Regions from separate parts of the Mus musculus genome. Here region 2 is linked to region 1. A link is a contact called in public Hi-C data. All regions are on one chromosome and are shown on one strand. Each heading gives the region's core, a stretch centred on a gene start, on an enhancer-like site or on the middle of the called end of the contact. The rest is flanking DNA. Distances are from core to core; before and after follow the strand shown. Region 1 overlaps Gm30504 (a long non-coding RNA gene). Region 2 overlaps Fam149a (family with sequence similarity 149, member A).

The links. Hi-C and Micro-C count contacts between places; a contact is called where the count stands out from the background.
Region 2: a Hi-C map of liver shows a contact between it and region 1, with 3 times the contacts expected there. The contact joins two enhancer-like sites. A contact is called at or near these places in 1 of 39 promoter capture datasets (epiblast stem cells), 4 of 484 Hi-C or Micro-C datasets (the AtT-20 cell line, brown adipocytes, embryonic stem cells and 1 more) and 2 of 115 datasets of contacts at active chromatin or transcription factors (embryonic stem cells and fetal liver).

Annotation. Positions count from the first base shown.
Region 1 is chr8:45,236,771-45,242,270 of GRCm38.p6, forward strand. The region is part of intron 3 of Gm30504 (a long non-coding RNA gene); the gene reads left to right. F11 (coagulation factor XI) reads right to left here. Exons shown (of 15, transcript NM_028066.2): 14 at 5,447-5,500; 15 at 4,398-4,839. The coding sequence ends at 4,678. Among named protein-coding and RNA genes, the nearest start is that of F11, 23 kb to the right of the region's middle. Within about 2 kb of position 2,806, at least 3 of the 459 cell types and tissues checked have an H3K27ac peak or open chromatin away from gene starts, as enhancers often do. A contact at or near this core is called in liver, where this site is marked.
Region 2 is chr8:45,339,450-45,344,949 of GRCm38.p6, forward strand. Fam149a (family with sequence similarity 149, member A) reads right to left here. Exons shown (of 14, transcript NM_153535.2): 10 at 5,009-5,212; 11 at 2,942-3,065; 12 at 1,707-1,835; 13 at 1,534-1,612. It overlaps Gm30504 (a long non-coding RNA gene), which reads left to right. Exons shown (of 4, transcript XR_870401.2): 4 at 4,225-4,287. Among named protein-coding and RNA genes, the nearest start is that of Cyp4v3, 9.0 kb to the left of the region's middle. Within about 2 kb of position 3,107, at least 9 of the 459 cell types and tissues checked have an H3K27ac peak or open chromatin away from gene starts, as enhancers often do. A contact at or near this core is called in liver, where this site is marked.

The sequences.
Region 1 (5,500 bases), core at 1,556-4,055:
GTTACTGCGCCCTCTGCTGGGTTTCTCATGGAAGCTCCGAGGATTTCACACTTCTCTAGTGTCTCTTGACCCCTAAACAGTCTGGTTATCAGTATCCCCGTTTGCTTTATCCAACACCTAGCTAGATGGCTCATTTAGAAACACGGTCCATGAGTCAGAGAGTTCTTTCCCTACCTCAGGCAGTCTCACTTTCATGTGAGATGAACAACTTCATTCTGATGGCGGGTCAGCAGTTCTAAGTGGCTTTCTGTGTCATAGTCACAAAATACCCAAATCTTCAACCTCAAAAAAACTGGTTTCTGCGAGCTCCCTGGTTGGTGTGTGACTATGTCAGATTGGGCAAGGAAGAGCCAGGGAAACACAGCTGGTAGGAAACCTCTAATGAGGGGTCTGACCTCTTACAGAGGCGTGTTGGGGTGACTGAACCTGTAACTGCCTATGAATATGCATGTACCGTATGTGTATGTATGTGTGTGTATGTTTGTATTGCTATGTGTGTATGTATGCAAATGCTGTGTGTATGTGGTCTGTGTATCTATGTGTATGTGTGTGTATTGTGTATGTGTGTATACATGTTTGTATTGCAGTATGTGGGTGTGTATATGAATACAAATGCTGTGTGTGTACGTGCTCTGTGTGTATTGTGTATGTATGCATGTGTGCATGTGCTATGTGTGTGTATGCATGTGTGTATACATATACATGTGCGTGAATGTGCTGTATGTATGTATGTATGTATGTATGTATATGTTTTGGGGTGTGCCAGTCAGATTTGTGTTACTCTACAAAGTTATAGCTCTCTTCTTAATAAGTAGAGAGAGCTTTAATTATCTCTCTGTTTACCACATTCTAAAGCTGAGTGCCTGCACATGCTAACTAGATAGAGATAATGGGTAGCCAGGGTATCATGGCTGGAGTGTGTGGGCTAGAAGCAAATCCTCGAGCTAGGAAGTGGAGAACCATAGAGACTGGAGTTCAACTATTGCCTCGAGGGGCACACCTCCACCTCCATAGACCTCCCACTAGATCTGACTTCTCCAAAGACTCCAGAGCCACTTCATTCAGCCACACTGGAGGTCAAACCTGTAACCGGCGGTCGCCCTTGGCAGGGTATTCAGCCAACCAACAACCAAGTATACTTCCTTCAACTGAAGTCCTTAGTCAGCCTGTTTCCAAAACGCTATGGCATGATTTGAGCGTTACTTATAAGTAATCACAGTGTAGATTCGGCAGCTTAGAAGATGCTGTCCTGAAGAGAGATTTGAGGAGTACAGCAGGCAAGATGGTGCAGAGCCTCGGTAGGAGGAAGATGGCAGATGGCAGTATTTTTGATGGCACTCCTACTGTGTTCTAGAGGTGTCTGGGGAGGGCAGCTCGGTGCTACTTAGTAAAGAAAAGTGGAAGCCAGGGCTGGGGATTCAGGAAAGTACGATATAAAAAGGCTGCTCGCTAGGGAGTAGATATGTACAATTATATTGCTAAGGGGTAGATATTTACAACAATTATATTGTATTTGAAAAGTCAAGTACCTTGGAATTGAAGCAGTTTGATTTAATAGCTCCTGATATTACATTCACAGAGAATTTGTTTCAACCTGCAGATTATGTTCTGTCCACCTGCTTGGATTTTTGATGGCAATGGAGAAGTATAAAGGCACCATCTAGTGGCCAAATAACGAAGTATTTACAAACTGAACGATAGGCCTCTGCTTGGTGGCCTCTCATGGTGGCAGGATGCTCTGGAAACTTCAGGAGGTGGGAAACACCTGGAGGAAGTAGTTCATGTCTTCCTGTCCTGCCATCTGGTTCCAGGCCACCAGGCCCCAGTGTTGGGGGTCAAGTTACAGGAGACTGGACTTAGAAGCCTCTCTGAAGTTCTTCCGTTGGGTGAGTCTTAGGGACCAGAGAAACAGCTAATGCATAGTTTGAAACAATAACATTCTACAGGCCAAGGCAGAAAAATACTTCGGTGGAATCCATTGTTGTGTAACAGACAGAGGAAGCTTGTCTGTGGGACTCAGAGCTAGCTCCAGGAGAGAGAAGATTAAGTGAGAAAAGTGCCAGAAAGTATACAGATTCGCAGCTTGTTGGTGTGGAGATGTGAATCTGCTCAGCGTAATTTCTTATTCCTTATAGCTCATAGCATTTTCTAGGTACTAGATATTCAGAATTAAGATGTTGCACTTGTTCTGAAAAAAAATTAAGACGAAAACATTCCTTAAATACTTCTCAGAGAAGACAGCAATGCCTCCTCAATTTCCTATGTGAAATGTAATAAATAGGTTATAAAAGATTTCCTATGTGAAATGTAATAAATAGGTTATAAAAGGCGCTGCTTGTTCATGGGTTGTGAAGTTGTGACCCCATTTGATGTCAATTCTGTCTTACTCTAGAAGCATTTTGAATCCAGCCTGCTCGTGCCATTTCAGTGACATCGATCTCTGGCTTTTGCTTGTTTGCTGTCTTTGCTTTGTCTTGCTTGGGGCCACTTCCTTTCCATGCCACTCTCTTAGCTTCTGCTAACTCTTCTTCGTTGTCATTTCTTAGAACCCTTTGTGTCATGGTCATCTTTGTTTGAAAGTATAGATTTTGTGCAGCTCCTCTCTTCGGTTCGTACTAAATCAACAGAAAACCTTATGAAACCTTCATAATTTATTGGCTGGCGCTTCAGTTCCCCAAGCTCAACAAGACACTCTGACATAATTGGGCACAATAAATACTTTTCATTTGGACAACTTGTATAGTTATCAACGCTGACTGAAAAGTACGGGGACAAAGTCCAAATACTACATTATTGCCCCATGTGAGGACAAAAGTCAGGTACTCAGAATACAGAGAACTGTTTGAGGAGGCTGCAGCCTCTATTGAAACCACATTTGCTCCCAAATTATCCACCCCCCCCCCCCCCCCCGTAGTATGTACGATTTCAACACACATTTCCGTCCAGCACATTCATTACTCAGCTTTGTAAACTCCCACTCACTGGCAGATCTTGGTAGGTTTTGGCTTGTCTTCCTTATCTCCATCCACCTGTACTTTCCCCTAACACTGCAAAAAGAGTGCAGGCTACGCTGAGATACTTTCCGAGGCAAGCAAATCAGTACGGTGTGTCTTCAAGGGACCACTTCCTGGAAAATTGCTCCTCCTATACTCGGCCCATGTGGAAATTAGGAAGTGTGCACTTAACACCTGCAATGGTGCTTGTCCAAGCCAGTTTGGGAAAATGCAGAGAGAAGACTGACAAGGCCACTGGAGAGCTCAGTCAGTAATGATGCTTGCCAGGCAACCCCGAGGACTCAGATTTGATTCCCAGCATCTGTAGGAAATCGGAACAGCTGGCTTGTGACGTGGCTAAGAAGGTACAGACATTTGTCACCAAATCTGAACACCTAATGTCCATCCCTGGACCTTACATGATGGAAGGAGAGCATTGACTCCTGAAGATGGTCCACTGCCCTGCACACACACTATGACTTGCACATGCGCACGTGCACACCCAAAGAGAGAGTGGGAGGGAGAGAAGGAGGAAGGAGAGAGAGCGAGACAGAGACAGAGACAGAGACAGAGACAGAGACAGAGACAAAGACAGAGAGAGGTTTAAATTAAGCACCATGGCATGTCTTCTTAATTTCAGTTTGGGGAGGTAGAGACAGAATGGTCCCTGGACTTGCTAGATAGCTAGCTTAGCCCAAGTCTCCAATCCCAGTAAGACACTCTGTCTTTGAAAAGCTAGGGTAGATGGCACATGAGAAATAATGCAAGGTTGATCGCCCCCACCAGGTACCTGCACATACCTAAACATGAATGTGCACAGACAGACAGACACACACACACGCGCGCGCGCACACACACACACACACACACAAACAGACTTCTCAAAACCCATCACTGAATTGAGTCAGTCCTTTATACAGGAGGGGGATTCATATAGGCAGAGAAAAAAAAAGATTCTTATAAATGGACATTTTGAGCTCCTGTCTGCATTCCTTCTGGTTTTGATTTTGCACTTAACAACTCTTTATATGGTTTCCTCTGCCTTTCTACCTGATCTCTTGGGGCCAGCTAGGACAGAGGTGTTATCTGGGAAGGAAAGGGAGGTTAGGGAGCAGGATGTCTCTGGAAGAAGTAAATGATTGACAGTATATTCTTGAAGGACCATTCGTGTCCCCAATACATTCCTGTTTCCATTTGCTTCCTGCCTACCATGAACTGAGCAGACTCCTTCTCCACAGCCTCCTATGGATATATGGTTCTGCCTCACCTCAGGCTAAAGCAATGGGGCCAGCCAACCAGATCGTAGGCTGAAACCTGAGGAAAGGTGTGCAAAAGAAATTTTTCCTTTTGTGAACTACTTTAGGTATTTGTCACAGAGACTAAAAAGGCAGACAGCACCCTTACTTGATATTTTCCTTATATATCTGATGTGTTTTTATTTTTAAAATCTCCTTGCTGTATTTGTTTCCTTGAGTAGTAGCTGGATGCAGAAAACAACCAGTGGTTCTCCCAGATCAGGAATTCTGAAAATAATAGTTTTCTTTCTGGGTGTTCTTACGTACATCAAGGCCATTCAATTGGTTACAGTGGAAGAGTCAGTATCCCAGTGTCTTCATCAGAGACGTCAAGCTCATTTCTATGGAATAATCTTCCAGGGCCACAAAGTGATACCAGTTGAACTCTTTCAGACTGTTTGAGTTTTCTCCAGAATCCAGTCCACGTACTTGGCCACGTTCGTGTAGACCCCCGGTCTCTCCTTCTGACCACAGCCTTCACCCCAGCTTGTGATGCCCACCAAGTGCCAGACCCCATTGTATTTGCAGGACAGGGGCCCTCCAGAATCTCCCTGTCAAAGGGGGAGAAAAAGAAGACACATGCCGGGATCATGGTAGGCATTTCCTGAGTTAAGTAAGTATTGCTCACAGCAATTTTACATAATATTCTGGCCCTCTCACAAGCATCCAAACATCCAATTGTTCTCCTTTATCCAGCTTTCCTTCCTCCTGTAGAGTTTAGTTTACCTAAAATAAACCCACCAAGTGATCTGCTTGCGATGGCTAATCTGAGTTGTCAACCTCACACACCTGGGAAGAGGGAACACAGCTGAGGCACCTCTGCCATCAGCCTGGACTGTGGGGAACTTTCTCCACTGCTAATTGTTAACCACATTGTCACAAAAGAAAAGTAGGGAACACAAGACTAAACAGAAGCCAGGAAGTAGCACTCCTCCACCGTCTCTACTGCAGTTCCTGCCTACCTTGACTTTCCGCTATGGTGGACTGTGTAACCTGTAAGCTTGATAAACCCTTTCCTTCCCTGAGTTGTGTTTGGTCAGTGTTTTATCACAGCAACAGGAAGCACACTCGGACACTGCTCAATGGTACAGTGGTTTGTACAAATGCATTAAGCTCTCACTTCAATCTGGCATGACTGATTGCTTGAGACTGCCTTACCTTGCACGTATCCTTCCCTCCTTCTTTGTAGCCTGCACAGATCATCTTATTGGT
Region 2 (5,500 bases), core at 1,857-4,356, 100 kb after region 1:
TCCTGCGATGGTGCTTTGAAAAATAAAAATAGTTTATTTAATGTCACATTTGCATGAACTGCAAAGTCCCTATGCAAACATCAGCATGTAGAATCCTGACTAAGGGGAAGGTATCCCTCCCTCAACCAAACCCAGGTGCATTCTCCCACAGCTGAAGGGTTTGCAGAAACTTTCTCCACAGGGGTCTGTGTCTAGGGCTGAGGAAGATGGGAAGGCTGGTCCTTCTGACCTGGAGCAGTGGTGCCTGCCATGACACATATACCCCATTCCTGGAGATAGTTATCCCAATTTATTTTCCTACCACAAAACAAGCCCAAAGCTAAGACAGTAGCTCCCGATGGTCTTTGTTCTGGATGCAGAGTTAACAAGGAAGCCACATGCCTGTTTCCCAGGCAAAAAGAAAATAAACCCTTAGAGGTGCAGAAACATGTCCCTTAGGAACCTTTGGTCTCATGTCTGGAAATGCAAAAGATCTCTAAGCACCAATGAGGATAGTGATAAAAGAATATGCTGATTGAATATTTGAAAGATTAACCATGCATATTTAAACCTAACCCAGAGCCCAGCTCTCTCTTCATCTCAACCCCTCTTTGCCCTAAAAACTCGCTAGACATGTGTACTTGGCATGGTGCAATCAACACATCCAAAGGAAGCTAATTAGAGCCTTTCAATTTGATCTTCCATCATCCCCAGGACTAGCCACCCACTCAGTCCTGTTGGTCAGATGCCCTGACCAGCCCATATCCCCCAAAGCAGTGGGATAACTTCCTCAACTTGCGGGTGGTGGCATCAGGATGGAAATAGAATAGATCTGCACATCACATGCTACGCTCGCTCTGAGGACAGAAATGCGGTACACTTTAAAAATCAAATCATCACTGGTTCCTATCCCCACCAGGACTGTCTTTCGCCTCTAGCGCTCTAGGCCCACCTGCACTGCAACCCAGTGAACAGGTCTCTATTAATTTTCTCAAGCACTGCCTCATTAGATTTTCAGAGAGGATCCAGAATAAGGGCTTCATTTAGAAGAAAGGAAAACAAAATAGGAGGAAGAGACAGTGGCCTCTCTGGAGGCAGCTGCTCCTTTGCTCCTTTGCTTGAGGGGAATGAGGTTTTGATTCATTAAGAGCACTTCTGCCTTTGCCACTCGGCCGTCAGCAGCAGATAGGTGATGGTCTGGCCTAGTATCTGAGCTCAGGCCAACCACGGATCACATGCACTTGGCTGTTCTTCCTGTGTGATCAAAGCAGAGCTTAAAGTCTCACATAGCACCATTGTGAGCTCTCTCTCTCTCTCTCTCTCTCTCTCTCTCTCTCTCTCTCTCTCTCTCTCTCTCTCTCTCCCTCTCTCTCTCTCCCTCTCTCTCTCTCTCTGTGTCCATGTTGCCCCCTGCTAGTCCTCACCCCTCTTCTTTGACACCCTCACTGTGTAGCCCAGGGTGATCCCCATCTTTCCATTCCCCTGCCTCAGCCTCTTGAGGGTCAGGATGGCTGCAGTATGTCACCACACCCAGCTTCTACTATTTGTCTTTACCTGTCAAAATACTTTGACCCGTCCAAGTGTGAGCCACAAACTCCACGGGTGTCAGGGAGCCTTTTCGAGGTGTGTCTGACTGTCAGGAGAAAGAGGAAAAAGAATCAGAGGGATGAATTGTATCGTTTTCAATTCTTATTTAAAACTGAAATCAGAGCTAACACAGCACCTACCCGGAATGTGTGTGTTGTGCTGGGCCTTGAAAGCTGTTCCAATACAATGGTCCTTTCTCGAAGGGGTGACCGTTCGATGCTGTCAGGCATTGCGCTGAACACACGGCTTTGTGGGTGCCTTCCCCTGTACTAAGTGGGAGATAATATGTTCTTCTTAAGAAGAAACACAATTCTTAGGACAACAAAAAGCGACCTATAAATGTTCCAATCATTCATTCATGTAGTCGATCACACACTTAATCAAACATTTTCATTGACACATTGCTAGCTGTGTTAAGGTTTGCTATGGAAACATCTAAACCTGAGTCTGTGTGTTGAGTATGTATTCACATCACTAAATTTAGCAAAACTGTAATACAACAGGGGGTAAATGAGATCCAGAGAAATAAATAGTGCATTTTTGAAGCATCGGACTTGTTCATGTGACAGCTGTCATCATTGATTACTTTGTCCCAGGATTAAACAGCTTAGCTCCATAGGGGCTTGCTTTCTGGAAAGGGTCCTATTGATGTGTGAGAGACAAACATAGTTGGTTTTCTCCCTTTCTGCTTTATGTTCCTATAAGCAGGACCCCTCTGTCCTGCGTATACAAGTTCCCTATATCAGAGTAAGAGAGGGGTCACTGTAAGCCTGGGAGAGGCCTGGATACACACTCTGCCAACAGCACTTTTTCCCAGGCCTACAATTGAATGGCTGAGCTGGGCTGGGGTTCTGCCCTGCTCAAGCACAGAAAAGATTAGCTGTAAAAGATTAGCTATGAAGCAGATATAAAGGACATCATAATTTACTGAGCTCTTAATTTGTGCCAGGCATTTAAAATTTATGAATGTGTCTAATGCTTATAAGGACTCCTGGATAAAGGGATGGCTGTTTCTCTTCTAAAGAAGAAAGGGTCCCTGAAGTAACTTGTCAAATCTCCGGCTCTGTGTGGCCACACTGAAGCGCAGAGCTGCCTGCCTCTTGCCCTTTGAGCTCTTCTGTTTACTAACTACACCAGCCAGTTTCTGGTCTTTCCTTTGCACCTGGACTTTCTAGTTTAGATCAAGCTGAGATTTTACTTCATGAAACAGTGTATCAGCCTTGTAGGCCACTTTATTTCTAGAAGCAGATTAGGAAGGCACGTAGAATACAGCTAACTAGGTCACCCTTACGGAGGACTCACTTTTCTGGATGTGCCAAGATTGTTTTCCCACAGACTACATAAATGGTTACAATTATAACGCAACTGGTCTTACAGAAACAGGGCGGGACCCTGAGGCTGCCGTGTTGGGCTCCCCAGTCTCAGAGCCTATTGGGGGTAACCGGCTCCGGGAGGTTTGCACTGCTGCTGGGGAAGGCAGGTAGTCAATGCCAGTTTGCCTGTAAAGACAACAACATAACAACTGAACACCAGAGTACACAGAAGGGAAGGGCGCAATCTAAGCTTCTGAGTGCAACGGCTTCCAAAACAGTGCTCAGGACAGCAAGCTGCATTGCTGCATGTCAGAAACGAAGCTAGGGCAACGAGCTCCACTCATGCTGACCTAAGTGGTTAGCAGTAATATCAACCTCATATCTCCTGAGTGGCCAGAGATGTTGAGTAGTGTGTAGGAGAGGTGTTCAGGACAGATCCTCCCCTTGGATCTGACAGTGAGAGTGAGATTCGTGCAATGCAGTGGGATTCAGCATACAGCCAGGTGCTGTGAGAGATCCTGAATATTAATATGGAAGATACTAAAGGGCAATGTGGAATTCGTGAGAGACTGTTGTCTGGTGGGAGAACGCTAGCCACCAGGAAGAAACCAAACCTGTTCTCTACATTTTTTTTTTCATCGATTTGATGCTAGGATGTCAAAGTGATGCTTTTGCATCCATCTCTGTCTCATGCTGTGTTTATGGACCAGACGTAAGCTCTCTACCACTGCTCTAGCACCATGCCTGCCTGCCTGCCTGTCTCCTGCCAAGACAATCACGGATTCCAACCCTCTGGAGCCATGAGCCATAATAAATGTTTCCTTTTGTAATTTGCCTTGGTATGACGTCTCTTCATGGCAACGGAAAAGTAACTAAGACAGGTGCTATAGATGCTTTCTGCAAAGTTCAACTGACCAACTGCTGGCAGCAGATCTTGCCCCCAGCTCCTGCCGGGACCTGAGGGCTGCCTCTCTACAGTCTCTGGTTTATCAGTGGAGCCTGTGGCACTTGGTCCAGGAAGTGGACTCCAAGTTGGGGCACCAGCTGGCAGGTCCCAAGTTGAGCTTCCTAGTGCCCTGATGTTTTGTAACAAAGACATTTTCAACTTCTTTCAGCCTGTTTCCTCATTTTAGACTTGGAGGTAACATAAGTTTTTAGTATAGAAAAAACTATATAGTACAGTTTACTTGGATGTTAGATCATTTTAAAAGTCAACAGACAGCTGTTATTAAGATATTTCCTGACAAACAAGCAGGTCAGCAGGATGCTCCTTGCAGCCTCTAATGTTATTTTCTATGTAAAAGCGATTTACTTTCTTTCAAGTTTATGAATGTTTTGCCTGCAGGTATCAAATGCATGCAGTACCCCTAGCCGTCAGAAGAGAGCATCAGATCAAACTGGAGCCATAGTGTAAGTAAGGTGCCCTGTGGATGTTGGGAGTGGATTCCCTGTCCTCTGGAAGAGTAGCCAGTGCTCTGAACCACTGAGCCACCTCTCTAGGCCCTGTATTGTATTGTATTGTATTGTATTGTATTGTATTGTATTGTATTGTATTGTATTGTATCATATCGTATCCTATCGTATTGTATTAAGCATTTTTTATATAACCCAGCTGTAGTTTAATGATGGGGATACTTTGAGCAATGCATCCGCAGGCCATCCTGTCATTGCATAAACACCACACTGTGGACCTACACAAGCAGCTCTGCTGCCAAGAGTCAATGCAATTGCTGTCATACATTTTTGCTCTGCAGTCTATTGGAGCATCATTGTCCAAAGCATGATTGTGCATTGCCTTGCTAAAACCTTTCAATTAAAAAAAGCATTTTGTAATTTAGAAGCACTAATTATCAGTTTTACAGATGGGGCCACTACATTTAATCCAAGCTCACTCCACCTTCAGTTTAACTTTCCGAGTTGCCTAAGCTGAGGTCATTTGCTTCGCTTCCAACAGTGTAGGTAACTGTCTACTACCTACACTGCAGGAGCAAAATCAAACACAGGAACCCATTAGAAAAATCTGGTGTAAAGTCTGATGGAAGGTCCTTTCTCCTGAGCCATTAACCCTAAGAGACAATCACCCCTGGCCTTTCCAGCTGTACACTGCCAAGAACGAAACAAAGACTTACAGTTTGGTTCCTCTCAGAATTTCATCACTGTAGACAGTGGGGGTTTTCAGCCTCTGTGGGTCTGAGGCAATTGAAGGCAGTCTCCTGTGCACTGGTGTCTTCTTGACTGAAGTCTGTGGCCCTCGGGCATCTAGAATTCGGCCAAGTCGGTGCCGGGAAGATGCTCCGACCCCTCCTCCAGGCAGTTTGTCATCTTGGTCATTTCTGGGGAAGGAAAATCACGTTAGTTACTCGTACCTAAGTTTGCTAGAGTAGGAAGCACAATGGCACACAGATTCCACTCTCTTTGGAGAATATGTTGAAGGAACGGACCTCTCTACTGCTGTGTCAGTGAAGAGCAGAGGGGAAAGGGTTAGTAGTCCAATAATGAAGCTCAAAGGATAAAGAACTCACATCTCTGCTCCCGTTTCTTCGTCTCTTCTAACCTAGTACTCAGTAGTGATAACTCTGTGGCTGATAATAAAAGAATCTGTTTTTGTCCTTGCATGCAGG